3 separate regions of the Pan troglodytes genome follow, and all the other regions are linked to region 1. Evidence: chromatin contacts called from public Hi-C data. All regions are on one chromosome and are shown on one strand. Each heading gives the region's core, a stretch centred on a gene start, on an enhancer-like site or on the middle of the called end of the contact. The rest is flanking DNA. Distances are from core to core; before and after follow the strand shown. Region 1 holds the start of IRX5 (iroquois homeobox 5). Region 2 has its middle 93 kb from the start of IRX3. Region 3 holds the start of IRX3 (iroquois homeobox 3).

Region 1 (3,012 bases), core at 213-2,712:
GGCGCGGGAGCGGACGCACGTTGGGCGCAAGGGGGGAAAACAAGGGAAGTCAAGGCTCTTTTTTTCTTTTTTCAACACGCTAAGAAATGCAAACAAAAAGCTGAGCCATGCCCACGCACTCCCACCCTCCAAAAATACTACCCCAGACCGAAGTTACAACCCGGCCGAAAAATCCCGGATGCACCGCAGCTCGACCGACTTTTCAGAAATTTAATACTCCCAAATCGGATTGCGAAGATAGGATTACGGATTTGCAACATTTTGGAGGACTAATTAAAGGCTAGGCCAAACACATTTACATAGACTTAGCACGCTTCTGCTCAAATTTCGAGTCTATTTCTTTTGAACTACTTTTCCAAAATGGCAAAACCAAAAATATAAAATTTGCAGGGCAGCCCGGAGCTTACGTTTACACCAAATGCTGCTCTTTAATTGCAGCTATCTCTCCCCACAGAACCCCTTCCCGCCAGCTCAGCGATCCGAGCAAGACGCGGCTCTCTTTTCCGAGCAACTCTTGAGTCCAAGGCCTGGGCGAAGCTGGCGGAGACAATCGCCCAAGTTTGAAGGGGCCGCGAAGCTTGGCGGGGGAGGTCGGTGTTGGCGCCTAGGCCCGTGTCCCCCTCCGCCCCCGTCCTCCCGCCCGGCCCCTGCTGCCCCTCGCCCGCCGCGGATCCCGCTCACTTACCACGTACGAGGAGAAGGCGGCGGCGGCGGCGGCCGCGGGGTCGGCGCCGTACTGGAGGTGCGAGTTGTAGCCCGGCGAGGGCGCCGTGAAGGCAGTCGAGCCAGCGTAGGGCGAGAACGCGGAGCCCGAAGAAGAGCGGCCGAGCTCATCCGTGCGGGGCCCCGAAATGACGCTGGTGCTGTACGCCGGGCACGAGTAGAGCGCCAGCGAGGCGGACGGCTGGTACAAGTAGCCCTGCGGATAGGACATGGCCACACACGGGCATGGGGCGCGCCGCGCCGCGGCCGCCAACGAGCCGGGCGGCGCCCTGCGAGGGCGAGCGGGCGGGCACCTGGCCTCTGGCTGCCCTGGGCAGCCGCTCCTCTGGCCCCGGATCCGGGGCTCCGGCCCGCGGCGCCTCCTCGCTGGCTTCCCGCGCGCCTCCGGCTGCGACCGCCGCGCCCGCTCCTCTGCGCGCCTCGCTCGCCCCAGCTGGGCTTTTTTTCCCCTCCCCTCCCCTCCCTTGCTGCTTTCTCTTTTTTCCCCTCGCTCTTTGCACTGGGGGGCTCTGCTTTTGCCTTTGCAAAGGTCCTGCCAAGATGCTAAGTTGGAAATTGAGGATTCTGACGCCTTGTGCGCGCCCGAAGCTCCTCCTTCCCGGGGTGTAGTCGGTGGGAGGACTGGCAGGAGCTTCTGGGCGGCCGCAGCCAACCCGGCCGCCAGGCGCGCCTCGCCCTCTCCCTCTTCCTCCTCGGCTCCCTCTCCCGCTCGCTGGCGCTCCTCTCGCCCCTCCCTAGCGCCCGCCTCCCCTCCGCGGCCCCCCCTCTCACCCCTCCTCTTTGCCTCCCCTTTTCCCCTCCCCGGTCTCTCCCTCTCTCTCGCTTTCTCTCAGACTCTCGAGCGCCGGCCCCAGGATGACAATCACATCCCAGGAGCGCCGATCTCTTCCAACTTTCCTCTTCTGCTAACTCGGGGCGGAGTGGCAGTCCCGCCGCCCCGAAGCACAAAGGGAACAAGGCCGCGGGCTGTGCGCCGGCGAACGCTCTGCGCTCTCCTAGCCACAGTAGGTCGCGGACTTAGCGGATTTCTTGTTCTCCGGCAGACTGGGCTCCGAGGCCATTCGTTGCCCACCCCCCTCTGGCGTCTTCCCCAAGCCAGGGGGCCCGGAGAGCCAGCTGGAGATCCGGAATGAAAGTCTCTGGGAGAGCCGATGGATGGCCCGCGCCCAGGGCGCAGGAAGTCCGGGATGACTGCCCCTCTGCGCCGGCAGCAGCAGGTGGGCGAGAGACAGGCCTCATGAGGTCTGCACGTCTCCGCCTCGCCTTCCTTCTACCGACCCCCCGCCGGACGGCGAGGGAGAAGACACTGGTGCCTGGAACTACCGGGGTAGCCTTTTTCTAGAGTAGGGGTGGTGGGCAAGAACTGCCAGACAGAGAATCAGCTACACCCGAGGAGGTCTCGGGACCGTCCCCAGCTCCACTCCCACGCCTCGCAGCCTCTTTCTCCCGGTTTTCCCACCGCACGCAGCTCGCACCGCCGAGTCGGTGGTGGTGGAGGGTGCGGGTCCCCTTCCCTTTTGTTTAACTACGTCGCCTTCCCCTTCGCACGCACTCTCGCATCCGCCCACGCTCCACTGCAAACACTGGGCAGAGCAGTGCCCAACCCAACCACTGTTTGTTCAGCGAGGCGCTGGCGAGGCAAACACACACAACTGAGTCAGAGGCAGAGCCCTTGCCCACGACGGCCACACAGTTAGAATACAAAACAGACCCTCTCCTCTTCTCTCCACCTCCCGCCACCACAAGCCACGGACGCACTCGAACTCTGGGACAGACAGGGGCGCTGGTGAACCAGGACAGAAGATGGCACAGGTTTGGGCACGCCGCGGAAGCTCGGGATATCGGGAACTTCGCATAATGGGGCCACACGCAAGCCGAAGCATAACTATATACAAAGTTTCTCGCATTGACTTTGACGGGCGAGATGTACTTTATTTCGCGAGCTCACACTAACCCACCGCCGCACCGGCAACCGCTCGGTGCTGCGCTCTCGTGCACGCGCGTTGGCTCCTCCCCTCCGTCTCCTCCCCTCCCCCAGACACCGCCCACCAAGAGGCCTGAGCGGTTCAGACTACATTCTCCGAGAGCCCCTGGGTCCGCCCAGCCCAGTGCCTGACACCTCCTTCACCTATGATTGGGCGCTGGCCTCCCTGGGCTCCGCCCCCTGGTGACGTAACCCCGCTTTCCTCCGAGTCTCGGCGCCAAAGGGGCGGGGCGGGGCGGGGTCTCGATCGCGCTATTGTCATGGAGACGGGAAGCTGGCTGCAGCGGCGGCGGGGACCGTGGGGC
Region 2 (3,012 bases), core at 356-2,855, 740 kb after region 1:
CCCCTCTATTATCTCCCCTTCATTTCTGCTGCTTCGAGCTTCTCAGTCCCCCTGGATTCATCATCTCCCTGCCCCTTCTGGAGATGCAAACACAGAGTGCTGGATGTCATTTATTTTTGTGATTTTTTTCCCCACCCTTTGCACACACACAATTCCCACACCGCTCATAATGTAAAGATGACCTTTCTGATATTCATTATCAATTAAGGAAACAAATCCTCTTCTCTGAGTGCACTCCAAGCAGCGCGAGAGACCTTTCCAGCTGAAAAACACAGAAGGACCGCTCCCTCTGGCTGCCCTGTCGCCTGTCCCACATCTCTGGGTGAGCTGTAAGGGTGGATGGGGAGCCTGGTGTAGACAGGGCAGATCAGTGCGGGTTAGGGATTGCACGTGCTGCAAATGTTTCTGCCCGCACGACCATCATGGAGAGTCTTTTCTTTTTTTTCTTTTTTTTTTTTTTTTTGAGACGGAGTCTCGCTCTGTCGCCCAGTCTGGAGTGCAGTGGCGCTATTTCGGCTCACTGCAAGCTCCGCCTCCCAGGTTCACGCCATTCTCCTGCCTCAGCCTCCCCAGCAGCTGGGACTACAGGTGTACGCAGCCACGTCCAGCTAATTTTTATATTTTTAGTAGAGACGGGGTTTCACCGTGTTAGCCAGGATGGTCTCGATCTCCTGACCTTGTGATCTGCCCGCCTTGGCCTCCCAAAGTGCTGGGATTACAGGCTTGAGCCACCGCACCCGGCCGATGGAGAGTCTTTTCTTCTTCCCTTGCCAGACGGAGAGGCCTGGCTTCTCAGGCAGGGTGTCTCCAGCTGAGCTCTGGCCACTGAGACCCCAGCAGGCCTCCCTGTGGCCTGCCCCAGGGATCGCTCTTTCCTACCCATTGCCATTGCGCTGAGGCGTTTTTACACTGTGTAGTATGGTTTCCAGAAGGTCATCTTGCATGGGGCTGCATTTCCTATGCCTACGCCCACGCTGCCCAAAGCTGCCCCTTCCTCCCTTTTGTTTCCGGTCCCTCTTCTTCTCCCTCCTCCTTCTCCCATTCTTCCTTCTCCTCCTTGTCATTCCGTCTGAAAACACACTCGCACTCGCAGCTCTCCCAGGACACCATTCCCATCGGAGCCACACAAAGACAGCGGAAGGAGGCCAGCGCCTGTGCAGAGGCTTTGACTCGCAAAGCTCCTCCCAGGCCCCAGGAAGGCCTTTCTCTCCCAGTTCCGCGGCCAGGGGCTGGGCTCACCTCCAGGTCTGCTGGAGACAGCAGGTCCCGTGGGGAGCACAGACGGAGCTGGGAGAGGCGGGGCACCCTGCCTGGGATCAGACTCGGGGCTTAGAGCACGTGGTCTCGGGGAACCCGTCCAGACGGTGTCCCTTGGCCTTTCCCACGGCAGCGCCCCCAGTGTCTTATCCCAGATTCCCCGGGGGCCTGGACACACAACCGGCCCGGGAAGAAAACCCCAGACAGCACCCGGCCCACGTCGCTGTCACAGCCTCGGCTTAATTGCTGGGTAGGGAGGGGCAGCAACTCTCCGCCATGGCCCGTGTGGCCCGGGGCTGCCCACACCCGTCTGGGCTGTCGGGGGCACATGCTGTGTGCCTTAGAGTCACATTCGCGCATACTGCATGGGGCTGGCGCCTGCCCAAGTCCTCTTCCTATTCCTCCAGCAGTGCCCAGCAGCACCCAGAAGACTGGGAAGGCCAGATCGCTGGGCCAAAGGCACATTCTGAAAGGGGCGTGAGCACAGGCAGAGTAGGAGGGAGGGAGTGGGGAGAGAGAACACTCAGCCGCAAATTGTTACACATTTGGCCTCAGAGTCTCATGTTACTCCCTCCTGACAATGAATGGCTTCTCAAAACTCAACCCAACAGAGAAAAAAGGGGACAAGGACGTCTCATGACCCTGGGCCGGAACTCCTTCCTGTGTTCTCGGCTCAGAACACCCCCGTTGTGTCCTTGCCTCCGATTCCTTTCCAGGTGCCATGGGCGCCCGGTCCACGTCTTCCGTGGCCGCTTCTCTAGGGCCCAGGCCGCTTCCAGGAAGAAGTGCGCTCTGGTGACACCATCAGGCCGCTCGGGGCACTGCAGAGGGAAAGGCCGGAAGCAGAGGACCAAGAGGAGGGCTGAAGGCTGGCATCCACCGCACACCCCCTAGAGCCAGGATTGGCAATGGCGTGCGGCTGGCAGTCTTGCCCAAGCCGCATGGGCCCCTCCACCTGGCTCCACCCTCTCCCAACAGCCTTTGTTTACTTAAAACGAGACCCACTGGCAATGAGGAAGGAACTCCAGGAAGCCTCTCTGCCATCCCCCTGCCTCAGGGCACGATTGTCCTCCTCTGGAGGAGGTGTCTATCTTCCTGCTGCCCTCCCCTTACGACTCCTGCGTCTCCTGCCCTAAGGGGTATCTCCTCAAATTCAGAAAGTGAAGAACTAGGGCACCCTATGTAGATGTCTATTGACAGGATTTTACACTATGGATACACTACACAAAACTTTTCAGTGGACGTTCTTAGCAGCATTCTTCATAACAGCAAAACAATTGGAAACCAGGGTCCATCACCAGGGTCTGGTTGAGTCCACGGTCATATACCACCCAAGATTAAACAACACAGCAGGGTCTGGAGTCATAAAGAAAATGAGGCTCAGCCCCTACCCCCAAGGAGCTCATGGGCCAGCCAGTGACAGGGGCCAGCCAGGCAGGCAGACTAACGGATCCTGGCAGGAATGCACCTGCAGTTCTGGAAAAGAAAGGAATTTCTTTGCTATCCGATCTCTATCCAGCATTATATGTTATCCTTTCTCCATGGATGCCTTCCTCTGGCCCTTGAAGGTTTCCTTCAGCCAGAGAGCACAGCCACATCTGTGTGAGGCAGTTGGCAGCCCAGGGTGAGAAACCATGAGTTAAAGAAGTGTAGAGTACAGTATCAGGAGTGTCAGCATGTAGAAATTATTCTGTGAGCTTCCTCTACTCCTTGCTAGAATGAAATATTCCTTAAGCTTAAAGTTCAGGTACTAAT
Region 3 (3,012 bases), core at 204-2,703, 650 kb after region 1:
TTTCCTCCCCGCCCCCATCCCGCCCGCGCAAGGTTTTTGGCGTTCACACCTACTAGGGCCGTGGGCTTGTGCCAAGACCCACGGAAAGAGGTGGGAGGTGGGAAGTGGGAGGTGGGCGGTGGGGGTGGGATCAAAACTGGGTGTCTGCCGTGGAGGTGGAAGAATTTTTCATTCCAGAGCTGGGCTCCCCAGAGCTGTGATCAGAGACAGCCGGGGCCAAGACCCTCTGATCTCCTCTGATCCCGCCACTCTGGTGGAATTCGAATTCGATTCCTGGATCCATCCATGCAAGGTGACGGTTTCCGCCTCCGAGCTGGGGCTGGCCACTCCACCGCAGAGTCACCACCCCCGTTTTGTCTCCGGGGCGTGCTCACTGCAGGCCTGGCCGGCTTGTGGGTCGCCGCCGCGGCCTAAAGCTCTGAGCCCCCAGCCGCGGCAATGCTGGGAATTTCAATGCCGCTATCGACTGCACGCCCTAATCCGTGAAGGTGGGCGCCCGATCCTGAGATTTCAAGTTTGATTTAGGAAATATCCCATCATTAAACCAAAACTCTTGCTTTCCATACCCACCGGAGGCGGTGGGAGGATCCTTGCAGAGAGAAAAGAGGTTAGCGCCGGGACCAGGAGAAGGGGTAGGGGTCGCGCAAGGAAGGATCTCCACAGACGAAAACGCCAATACAGAAACTTCTCGAAGAGCTCTTCAAAAGTTCCTAGGGCCTCTGTCCCCCGGCGCCCTGCTCCTCCCCCATTCCCAGCCGCCTGGGGCGCGGGCCTGCTTCACCGATTTGTGGCGGCTCCCTACCCTTCCAGCGCCCCCGGGCTGCCACCCTTCAGCCCCCGGAGCCAGCCCGCCATTTTTAGTAAGGGATTCGCACACGGACCCGGGGGCGGCGTTAAGTGGCTAATCTCTGGGTTTGGTCCTGCTGGGTTGGGGGCTGCCTCGCCCCCGCAGGGCACCGAGGTGGCCTCTGAAGACTCTGTTAGGACGCACTCCCTCGCTCCCCACCCCCACGCCGGCTGCTAGCTCCCTCCCTAAGCTGCTGAAAGTGGCCGGGAGTCGAGAGGTGCGAGCTGTAAAAGGGGCCCGGGCACAGGGGAGCTCCCGGAGCCAGCCTCGGCCCAGGTCCCGCGCCTCAGCCTGGGGACAGGCTCGGAGGGGCGGGAGGCGGGAGGGGCGAGCTGACCCTGCACTCACCCAGTCCCCGCGCCTCTCGCTCCCCCGCCCGGCGCGAGCAGGAGGGGGCGGGCAGGGACTCGCGGCGCTCCGGCTCCCGCCCCTGCCCCGCCCCGCCCCGCGCGCGGGATCCGCGGGGGTGGGCGGCCTCGCCCGTAAGGCGCCCAGGCGATTGGCGACTCGGGGAAGAGACGCGGGGAAAAGTCGAATAAGAGGGCGCGACGTCAGACCCGAGATTTGGGGAAAGGCGAGGGAGGGGGTGGAAGGGCGGGGATGGACAGACAGACACGGACACACACCCCCCGCGCGGCACCCTAAGTGTCCACAACTTTTGGCTGCCTTACTTAGCCCAGGGCGCAGAGGCTGGAAAGGTTGGGGGGAGTATCGTGTGAGTAAAGAGAGAGATTTAAAAAATAGAAGTAGTGAGAAAGGAAGAAGTGAAGGGAACGGACCGGAGAGCAAAAGCCCTCCTGAGAAAGGGAAAGAGAAGGGGAGAGGAGAAAGGAGAGTTTCATAGCGTCCAGGGCAGTGCAGGAGCCCGAAGGAGCGGAAGCGATCCTGGGGGGAAGAGGAGTGCGGAGAGGGGAGGGGAGAGGAAGGGCGAGGAGGGGGAGTGAAAACTAGAGGAGGGCGAAGGAAGCGAGGCGCGACACTGCTGGGGAGAGGAGGGCAGTGAGGAGCGAGGAGCGGGCAGAGGCAGCTCCCGCGGCCGAGAGGAGGGAGCGCGGCGCAGAGAGGAGGGGCTTGCGCTCAGTAGAAATGTCAATCAGAGCCCGGAGCCCCGGGAATCTCCGCCAATCTGTTCGGACCTGACCTGGCTCCTCGCCGCCGCCGTCGCCGCCGCGGAGCAGATCAATAGGCGAACGCGGAGCACAGCGCAGCGCGGGCGGCAGCGCGGCCCCAAGCCCGGCCCAGCCCCCGATGCGCGCCGGAGCCCGCGGGCGGCGCTGAGCTGGGCGGCCCGGGGGTCGGGCCCCCTCTCCGTCGGTGCCCCGCGGGCCACCATGTCCTTCCCCCAGCTGGGATACCAATACATCCGCCCGCTTTACCCGTCCGAGCGCCCGGGGGCCGCTGGCGGCAGCGGCGGCAGCGCGGGGGCCCGGGGCGGCCCGGGTGCCGGAGCCTCGGAGCTGGCCGCCTCGGGGTCCCTGTCCAACGTGCTCTCGTCCGTGTACGGGGCGCCCTACGCCGCGGCCGCTGCGGCCGCCGCCGCCCAAGGCTACGGCGCCTTCCTGCCCTACGCCGCGGAGCTGCCCATCTTCCCGCAGCTGGTAAGAGCCCGCGGAGCCAGGGAAGGAGGGGTTGGCGCTGGGGCGCAGGGCGAGCTGAGCGCGCGGGGGCCGGACTAGAGGGGTGCAGGCCAGGAGGGGGGAGGCAGCGACGGCTGGGGCTCACCCGCGCTCCCTCCGCGCGTGTTCCTTCCTTCTCCATGTGCGTACAGGGCGCGCAGTATGAGCTGAAGGACAGCCCCGGGGTGCAGCATCCGGCCGCGGCTGCCGCGTTTCCGCACCCGCACCCCGCCTTCTACCCGTATGGCCAGTACCAGTTCGGGGACCCGTCCCGTCCCAAGAACGCCACCAGGGAGAGCACCAGCACGCTCAAGGCCTGGCTCAACGAGCACCGCAAGAACCCCTACCCCACCAAGGGCGAGAAGATCATGCTGGCCATCATCACCAAGATGACCCTCACCCAGGTGTCCACCTGGTTCGCCAACGCGCGCCGGCGCCTCAAGAAGGAGAATAAGATGACTTGGGCGCCTCGCAGCCGCACTGACGAGGAGGGAAACGCTTATGGGAGCGAGCGCGAGGAGGAAGACGAAGAGGAGGACGAGGAGGACG

What was found. Hi-C and Micro-C count contacts between places; a contact is called where the count stands out from the background.
Region 2: a Hi-C map of induced pluripotent stem cells shows a contact between it and region 1, with 2.3 times the contacts expected there. The contact joins the enhancer-like site here to the promoter of IRX5 in region 1. A contact is called at or near these places in 1 of 7 Hi-C or Micro-C datasets (induced pluripotent stem cells) and 1 of 1 datasets of contacts at active chromatin or transcription factors (stem cell-derived excitatory neurons).
Region 3: a contact with region 1 is called in a Hi-C map of induced pluripotent stem cells, with 6 times the contacts expected there. The contact joins the promoter of IRX3 here to the promoter of IRX5 in region 1. A contact is called at or near these places in 4 of 7 Hi-C or Micro-C datasets (blood, induced pluripotent stem cells and stem cell-derived neural progenitor cells), 1 of 1 datasets of contacts at active chromatin or transcription factors (stem cell-derived excitatory neurons) and 1 of 1 other capture datasets (stem cell-derived neural stem cells).

The regions. Positions count from the first base shown.
Region 1 is chr18:52,881,269-52,884,280 of NHGRI_mPanTro3-v2.0_pri, reverse strand. IRX5 (iroquois homeobox 5) reads right to left here and starts at 1,462. Exons shown (of 3, transcript XM_510970.7): 1 at 686-1,462. The coding sequence starts at 934.
Region 2 is chr18:52,139,469-52,142,480 of NHGRI_mPanTro3-v2.0_pri, reverse strand. No RefSeq gene overlaps it. Among named protein-coding and RNA genes, the nearest start is that of IRX3, 93 kb to the left of the region's middle. Within about 2 kb of position 1,605, at least 9 of the 24 cell types and tissues checked have an H3K27ac peak or open chromatin away from gene starts, as enhancers often do. A contact at or near this core is called in induced pluripotent stem cells, where this site is marked.
Region 3 is chr18:52,232,791-52,235,802 of NHGRI_mPanTro3-v2.0_pri, reverse strand. IRX3 (iroquois homeobox 3) reads left to right here and starts at 1,453. Exons shown (of 4, transcript XM_016929854.3): 1 at 1,453-2,445; 2 at 2,616-3,012. The coding sequence starts at 2,179.